Regions from separate parts of the Mus musculus genome. Here region 1 is linked to region 2. The links are chromatin contacts, called in public Hi-C maps. All regions are on one chromosome and are shown on one strand. Each heading gives the region's core, a stretch centred on a gene start, on an enhancer-like site or on the middle of the called end of the contact. The rest is flanking DNA. Distances are from core to core; before and after follow the strand shown.

Evidence for each region. A called contact is a pair of places that touch in the nucleus more often than the background predicts.
Region 1: a contact with region 2 is called in a Hi-C map of cortical neurons, with 2.3 times the contacts expected there. The contact joins the promoter of Vdac2 here to the enhancer-like site in region 2. A contact is called at or near these places in 2 of 39 promoter capture datasets (liver and macrophages), 6 of 484 Hi-C or Micro-C datasets (Sertoli cells, bone marrow-derived macrophages, cortical neurons and 2 more), 7 of 115 datasets of contacts at active chromatin or transcription factors (the HPC-7 cell line, bone marrow-derived macrophages, embryonic fibroblasts and 2 more) and 3 of 9 other capture datasets (adipose tissue, liver and pancreatic islet).

The regions. Positions count from the first base shown.
Region 1 is chr14:21,828,969-21,833,026 of GRCm38.p6, forward strand. Vdac2 (voltage-dependent anion channel 2) reads left to right here and starts at 2,593. Exons shown (of 10, transcript NM_011695.2): 1 at 2,593-2,699; 2 at 2,883-2,941; 3 at 3,916-3,984. The coding sequence starts at 2,908.
Region 2 is chr14:21,785,754-21,790,181 of GRCm38.p6, forward strand. The region is part of intron 4 of Samd8 (sterile alpha motif domain containing 8); the gene reads left to right. Among named protein-coding and RNA genes, the nearest start is that of Gm23502, 25 kb to the right of the region's middle. Within about 2 kb of position 2,633, at least 13 of the 459 cell types and tissues checked have an H3K27ac peak or open chromatin away from gene starts, as enhancers often do. A contact at or near this core is called in cortical neurons, where this site is marked.

The DNA of each region.
Region 1 (4,058 bases), core at 1,343-3,842, 43 kb after region 2:
GCCTATAATATCAGCTACTTGGGGCAGGATGGTGGTGGTGGCTGAAAGAGGAAGATGAAAAGTTCAAGGCTTTCCTGGGCAATTTAGTGAGAGACCTGGTTTTGTAGAGTTAAAAAGGGGATCGGAGTTATAGCTCAGTGGTGTAATGCTGGTCTTACATTAGTTCAATTCCCAGCATTACACCAAGAAGACCACCCCCTTCTTTTTAGAAGGAGTTCTTATCCATAGCTGGGAGGATGGGCTACCTGGACAGACCCTGTGGGATCCTTACTCATTCTGTTATAAAGATTATACTCTTTTTGTTCATTTATATTCCTATCTGGCTGTCCATGCTTCAGTCAACCTAAGCACAAAAATCAATAATTCAAAAATAAAAATCAATAATTCACCTTGGATGTTTGGGCTCTTCAGTTTGGTGGCTTGTATATCATATAAAATCATGATCAAATAAATGAATTATACATTTCTCTTGCTAACCTGCCTTTTACATAGGAGTGTCAGCTGTGTCTTTATGATGGGAAGGAGTCACCATCTTTCCCACCCCTGTAATTCTTTGCTTAGGCTGGAGTTTGTCCCCAGTGGCCATTAAGCACCACCCACATACTTTACAGAGTAAAGCTTCCGACTTTTGTGTCAGAAAATGATGTCTCTGGAGATCAAAACTTGTGACAGGTAATACAGAATAGGAATAAGCCCTGCTATAGGCAATTGAGGTAACTAATTTAGCAGGCTGAGTTTTTCTGGAAGGCAGTGCTGAGGAGGCCAAACTCTACCACAAGCATCACACAGCTGGGGCAGACTGTCTCCCGTGGGCCAGGTCCATGGCAGACCAACCTGCCTGAGCTTGGATGAAGGGATGAGTCAGGTGCTGGAGCCCGATCTCATACACACAAAGACTCTTCCCATTTCACTTTTTACAACACAATTCCAGCTGTGAGCAGGTGAGGTTGCTGGCTAGCCTTGCTCCTGGGAGAGAAACATACCAGAGTGTAACTTTAAACTTGGGTGTTGGATTGGGGGGAGCCCACCTAGCCATCTTTCCTCCGGCTTAGGAGGAGAGTGATGACTTAACAGTACTTGAGTAGAGGAAGAGTTCAGAGACGATTGAGTCATGAGTGCATATGTGTGGGTGTCTTTGCTCTCAGTCCAACTGTATGTCTATTGAAGATTATTAAACAGCATCTTAGAGATGAGGGAATTGAGGTCCACAGGCTAAATTATTTGAGTTTATTGAGCTGAAGTGTCAGTTGTCTCCATTTTAAATCTTCTGTATGGCTGACGTGTGTGTGTGTGTGTGTTTTGAACAGTGTCTACTGCTCTTCACCTTTTACAGAATTTAGAGAACACGGTTTGCAGGCCAGGTTGACAGAGCCCCCGTGACCCTCTTGTTTCTATTTCTGGAACTACTACTGGCTTTTAATGTGGGTGTTGGGTGCTGGGGATCCGAGCTCAGGTCCCCTTGCATGCACAGCAAGATAAGGGTTCTTACTCACTGAGCCTCCGATTCTATCTTTATTATCCTGTTTGCCTCACCCTGTAGTTTAGCCTCAAACTGGTCTCTATTATTATTATTTCAAGACAGGGTTTTTCTGTATTGCCCTTGCTGTCCTGGAACTCTCTCTGTAGACCAGGCTGGCCTCGAATTCAGAAATCCACCTGCCTCTGCCTCCCAAGTGCTGGGATTAAAGGTGTGCACCACCACTATCCAGCGGTCTCTTATCTTTATTAACCTTTTGCCTCACTCTGTAGTTTAGCCTCAATCTGGTGTAATTTCTCTGCCGCCCAGATCTGGGACTACAGGTATAGGCATCAGGACTGGCTGCTCCCTCCCTCTTCTGGCATATCTAAAGAACTTGAGAGCAGCATTCTAATGACTGGTCAGCATGAATCCTACAGTTATTCCCTTGTCTCTCCAGGCCTCTCAACCAGGGGAAGCTTCTCTTCCTAGAGCAGGATGTGCTTCTGCGCGTGTGTGAACCCATACCATATATGGGTGAGACGGAGGCTGCAGGAGCGCAACCCTGAGGCTCCGAGAGAAATGCCCAGAGACTGGCTCAAGTTTGTTCCTTTGGAGCCCAGCCTAGTCCCAGCAGGGGAGGACATGGCGGTGGGCGGTGAACCGAGATGGGAAGAGCATGGAGGCTGCACTTGGGGAGAGTGTTTCATCCCCCTCAACCCGGACCTTAAGTTCAGACCTCCAGGCTGGGACTCAGGGAGGAGGCTGAGAGGGTGCACGTGACCCTGCGGGGCACATCGCCCCGCCCCGTCGCGACTCGCGTGGCCACTCCCATCCTGACCGCGCGGGTGCCGTTGCGCCGCCTCCGCCGTTCCCAGGTCCTCGCCTCTGGGGCTGTCCTGGACATTGCCTAACCCGAGGCCCCGCAGCTCCTGCTCGCCCCGTCCCCGCCGGACGGTCCGAGACCGCTCACCCAAGGAGACCGCCGTGCTCTCGACCCACGTGGTCACTCCGGAGCAGGTGGGAGTGGGCAGCGGGCGGAGCGGCAAGGACAGGCGCGGTAGACAGCCCGGGCGGCCGCGGCGGGGACCTGGCTGGGGGAGGCCAGGCTTGCGGCGGGGCGCAACGGTGTCTCCTTCACTTCGCCCTCCAGCCGCGGTGGCTGCAGCGCAACTTTCAGATAGCGGAGTGGCCTCAGCTGCGAGCCGAGCGGTGGCGGCAGCGCCCCTCAGGACACCCGCAGGTACTATGGTGCCCGCCTCTTGCCGACTCTGGGGCCTTAGGGCGGGCCGGCAGCCTGAGTGAACTCAGGGCGGCCCTGGTCCCCTAAGATGGCCGCAGCGGCCCCGGCCCCTTTCTCTAATGTCCGAGCTCCCCAGGGGACCCTTTGACTGTCCCCTGACCGCACTTCTTGTCCCTTTCACAGATCACCTTTTCCCCGCGACTTCGCCATGGCTGAGTGCTGTGTACCGGTATGCCCACGGCGTAAGTAGCACAAGAGGTGTTTGCGCGATGGGGCCATGGGGGCTGTGCTGTTCCTCTTTAGAGAACCATACCTTGTTCCGCCGTGGCCCACATGATGCCTGCAAAGACTTGGAAAGTTTGCTTCTTTGCGCGCCCCCTAAGTCTTACACTGCCACTCTGTTGACGGACGTGGTGCTGGGCTGTTGGGTTGCAGATAGGGGGGCTCGCGCCTGGGGCGTTGGTCCTTGGCCGCACCCACCCTTGGCTTTTGGATATGTTACTTACAAATCCGAAAGCAAAACACTTAGTTGTTGAATTCCATCTTGGGGTTCGGGGGGGGGGGGCGGAGAGTTAGAGCAGTCACTTTGCAAGAGGAAGTAGTTCGCTGTCTGCCTGCACAGGTCGAGTGCACTACAAGGTCATTACACGTGTTCCTAAGGGCGTGGATGTGCACTGGAGAATGAATGAGCTGCTCCTGGAGCTCGGATTCCTTGCCCTTAAGCCTCACGTTGTCGGAGGACTTGGGGGACCGTAGTAATGTGTTTAAAGTGCCATTTGATATTTAGTTGCTGTAGACATAGATGGTTGTATTTTTTGCCCGTGTCTCAATTGTGCCAGTTCCCAGAGTGTTGGTTTTGATTTTGGAAGTCCTTCCCAAAGGTTTGTTAGGGGAGAACGCCTAAGCTTAAATTTTGGTTTTTATCTCCGTTAAATCAGTCACCTTGAGTTTTGGCAACTGTGTAGGCAGTAGACACTTATGTTTAGGAATTAGAAAGGCTTCCCCCATTCTTAAAACTTGGTAGAAATGTCCCAGGTTTGTATTACCACATAGCTATTTAGAAATAAGTTTTTGTTATGGGTGGCTACTTTAGAATAACATTTATTGAAGTTCTAGTGGCATCAAAACCCACTCCGGTTGAACTGCTTGAATGTAAATGTTAGCAGTAGGTCCTAGTAGTAGCTCACATTAACTGTAGAATGTTTCTTTTGACTAGCGATGTGTATCCCTCCACCCTATGCTGACCTCGGCAAAGCTGCCAGAGACATTTTCAACAAAGGATTTGGTAAGGACTTTTTTCCCTTTTAAACATAAAAGAGAAAAATATATGCTTGGACCTCTTGAAAAAAGTTAATTGCT
Region 2 (4,428 bases), core at 1,383-3,882:
TATATGTGTGAGGCCTGATGTAGGGGTGTGTGTGTGTGTGTGTGTGTGTGTGTGTGTGTGTGTGTGTGTGTTGACACAGGACTCAGGGTCTCTGACTTAACCTGGAGCTACTAGTTCTGCTAGCCCTGGGGATTTCCAGTCTTCATCTCTTGCTGCTGTGATTTCCAGTATATCAGGCCAGTCTTTTTCATCTTTCTTGGCATGGGTTTTCGGGCTCTGAATTTAAGGCATTTTTGCTTGGAAGCATCTCCCTAGCCTTATTAATTACTTTTTAAAAATGAGTACACAGTTATTGTCATCTGTTTAAAAAGGTCATCACTTTAATAGCTGTGGGATAGTCCATTGTAAGCTTCCCCCCCACCCCACCCCCCGGCTTGCAGATGATGTAAAATGTGGTTGTTTCCAAGGTGTTTTTCTGCTTCTGTCTTTCAGAGGGACCTTGATCTCAAGGCCTTATACATGCTAGGCAAGCACTATGTTTACCTCTAAGTTTTTGGAAATAGAATTATTATTAATGATAGGCGCATTGGAAATTGTGATACATAGTTCTAAAATGTGTACTTGAAAAAAGCTAATTTTGGTTGGGGGGAATGGAATATAGAGTGTAAAAAATAAATTAAAAATTAAAATAAAAAATAAGGCAAAAGAACAAAGGTAGTTTTCAGAGGTGCAGTTGTAACCTTGTGCTTTTTCTGTAGCTTGTTGTTTCTGAAGAACAGTGATGAGCATCGTCCGAGTTTGCTTTTTACAGCCTCCAGACACTACTCAAAAAAACGCCTGTCAAAACATCTTAAAGTTAGGGGGTGTGTATGTGTGTACTCACATCACATGCAAGTGTGGGCGCACACATGCCAAAGCAAGAACGGATCAGGGGATAGCTCTTGAGAGCCAGTTCTCTCTCCTTGTTTTGTGAAACCAGGGTTTGAAGTCCAGTCATCAGGTCTGCTCACAAGTGTCTCTGCCCACTGAACCATCTTGCCAGATCCATTCATGCATTTCCTTAGCAAAACAAAACAATGAAAAACAGTCACCAGGAACTAGGCATGCCAACTCCTGCCTGTAATCCCAGCACAAAGGAGGCTGTGGCAAGAGATTGGCAGGTTTGAGGCCAGCCGGAGCACATAGTGAGGCCCAGTCAGCCTGAGATAGGAGACCCTGCTGAAAACACATCATCAGAGTGACGTTCCTTCCCTATATTACTTGGCTTTGTACGCAGACAGATCTGTAAGCTTCTCCAAACATTCCTGGTTACTGCTCTCTGTAATCTCCTTTTAAGCAATTGAGAAAATCGACTTTGTTTTAGAAATTACATTAACAAAAAAGATATAACTTTAATTTAGTTGTATTAATAACTTTACCCCCCCCCCCGGCTACTTTAAATACATTCCTTTAAAGTAGACTGTAGGGCACTACCATGAGTGTCTCCTGTATTACTGACCCAATTTATTAGCTGTGTTCATGGCTATCTTTGTCTTTAAAACAATTATTTCTTTGATTTATAGCCTTAAATGATTATCAAAGGTTTTTTTTTTTGTTTTTTTGTTTTTTTTTTTTTTTGGTTGGTTGAGTTTTGTTGTTGTTGTGTTTCATTTTTGGTTTTGTTTGTTTGTTTTGTTTTGTTTTGTTTTGTTTTTTAAGACAGAGTTTCTCAATGTCTACCCCTGGCTGTTCTAAAACTTTGGTTTTTAGATTAAACTGCCCTTGAGAAAGCCTCCTGCCTCTTGCCTCTGCCTCCTGAGTGCTGAGAGTAAAGCTGTGCACTGTCATGCCTGGTTTAAGTTTTAAAGACTAATTTTTAACATTGTGTGTATGTGTCTCTGTCTGGATATGCACACGTGTTTGAGTGCCCACAAAGACCAGAGGTGATGCATTCCTTGGAGCTAGAGTCAGACGCAGTTGTGAGCCATCCTTGATGAGGGCTAGGCACTCACTGGGGTCCTGGAAAAGAACAATATATATTCTTAACCTCCGAGGTTTGGTACTGACCAACCTCCCAGTCCAGCAGGCTAAGCTGAGCCACCCACCCATTCAGTGTACCACTTAAAGGGACAGGGGTACTTGCTGCAAGACAGTCTTTGCAGCCACTTTGGGAAGAGGAACAGACACCGGGATCCAGTGACAAACCCACCACCATCACCAACTGCCGTCTTAGGGTACCAATTGAACTTTAGGTTTAAATAGAGAAAAATTTGAGGTAATCATGAGAAGTACACATAGTAAGGCTGCCTTGGTCTAAGTGTGGTCTGGTTGGTGATTACCTCAGTCCTTGTTATTGCTTGAGGAGATAAGCCAGCTCTCATAACATGATTGCTCTTGCTTGTGATTTCACGATGGGGTAACCTGCCTGTGAGGCTCCAGCATCACTTCAAGTTTAGGACAATAAGTTTGGAAGGGACACTGGGACAGCTGACAATAGGTGCCTCAGTTTTCATCCTTGTGTTTCATTGTACCTTCATCTCAGCCTTGAAGAGAGCTGAATTGCGTTGAGTAGAAGCCGTGGTTAATATGCCTTTGAGAAGTTAGGCATGTGACTCGCCCACAGTAAATGAGATGAATATGCAGAGAAGGCAGGCATGCCAGGCTTTTCTTCTGCTTTGGGCCTCCTTGTGACAGCTAAGGAGTCCTTGACTCACCAAGAGTCCTCTGACTGTTTTAGAACAAGTACGTGATCCAGAGTCCACTGCACTGACTGTCACAGCACTTGGAACCTCGATGGCAGTGGAGATGGGGATGACTGAGGATGGAGAGCTCCCCTGCATCCTTAGCAGCAGCCACTTGGTTCCCTTTTGCACCCACACTGCTTAGTGTCTATCCGTCGTACTCATTGCCAGCTAGGAAAGAGTAGCTAACGGTTTATGGTCTTCATTTTTTTTTTTTTAAGATTTATTTATTTATTATATGTAAGTACACTGTAGCTGTCTTCAGACGCACCAGAAGAGGGCATCAGATCTCTGTTACAGGTGGTTGTGAGCCACCATGTGGTTGCTGGGATTTGAACTTCGGACCTTTGGAAGAGCAGTCGGGTGCTCTTACCCCCTGAGCCATCTCACCAGCCCATGGTCTTCATTTTTATATAGACTCTAATCTCCCCCAATTGTTTCTGTACATGGTCTGAAGTGAGGGTAAAAACATTTTCCCCCAATAGTATGCTAACTGATTAGGAAATTCAAACGAAACTGTAAACAAACTGTAATGAAGTTGTGTTTCCCCTCTGAAAGTTTGACAGTTTTAGTCTCGATGACTAACAAAAGAAAGGGCACATAAATTTAATAATACTCCAGAGCTATGTACAAAGTTAGGAGCCTCTGCCAACATGTTGACATAAACTTCATGTCTTTCCTATGTAAAGGAACAATGCGTGGGGCTTTTGAAGTGGTAATACCAACCTTGGCAAGATCAGGAAAGGAACTGCTTGGTCACTAGTGACAGTGTTATTGTCCTGACAAGATTTTCCAGGTAGCAGCATGTGGACACATGGGCCGTCTGTGCCTGGACTGGAAGGTGTCAGACCCACAATGTCTGCCTTCTGCACAAGGTCTTTCCTAGGCAGATCTGGAGGTTCCCCACACTTTTGTGTTTGCATCTGCTGCTTAAACTAATATAGATAGATACTGCTTTTTATTCAAGGAGAATTGTTTTGTTTTGTTTTTGTTTGTTTGTTTTGTTTGAGACAGGGTTTCTCTGTGTAGCCCTGGCTGTCCTGGAACTCGCTCTGTAGACCAGGCTGGCCTTCAACTCAGAAATCTGCCTGCCTCTGCCTCCCAAGTGCTGGGATTAAAGGCGTGCGCCACCACTGCCCGGCTTCAAGGAGAGATTTTTAAACCTATTACCCAGTGCAGTTTTATGAATAACCAGATCCAGATCTGAAAGGAATGTATTTGAGGTGGAACATTTTGCTTTCCTGTTATATGGATAAGAATTTCCTGATAAACCTAAGGAGGTTTATCAGAATAGCCACTTAAGAGAAAGCTGGATCTTTGTGCAAAGAAACTTATCTTATGCTATTAGAACAAATTAGATGTCACGCTTCTGTTTGGACAGCTTTCTTTCAGTCTCCAGTGACTTTTTATTAATTAGTTAACGTATGGATATTTCCATCTAAATCTGCCCTAAATGCTGCTAATTGTTTTAAAGTATAATGTAACCTGCCTATTGACCTACATTATTTATAGCAATCATAAAAAGTAGAGCATTATGGGATAAAAGCCAGATGTCAAATCCCTTACATTGAGACCATCCAGAGGCATTTCATTGTGATAAATTAATGGCTTAAAATCATGGAACCAAGACAGAACTAAGAACATGCCTATTTTTAAAACTTAGCAACACAAAGCTAATTTGCATATTGTATCTAGACAGCTTCCTATTCATTCTTTTCTATTTCAGTTCTGTTTCTAGAAGGATGTATGAGAAATGCAGAGTGGGAAA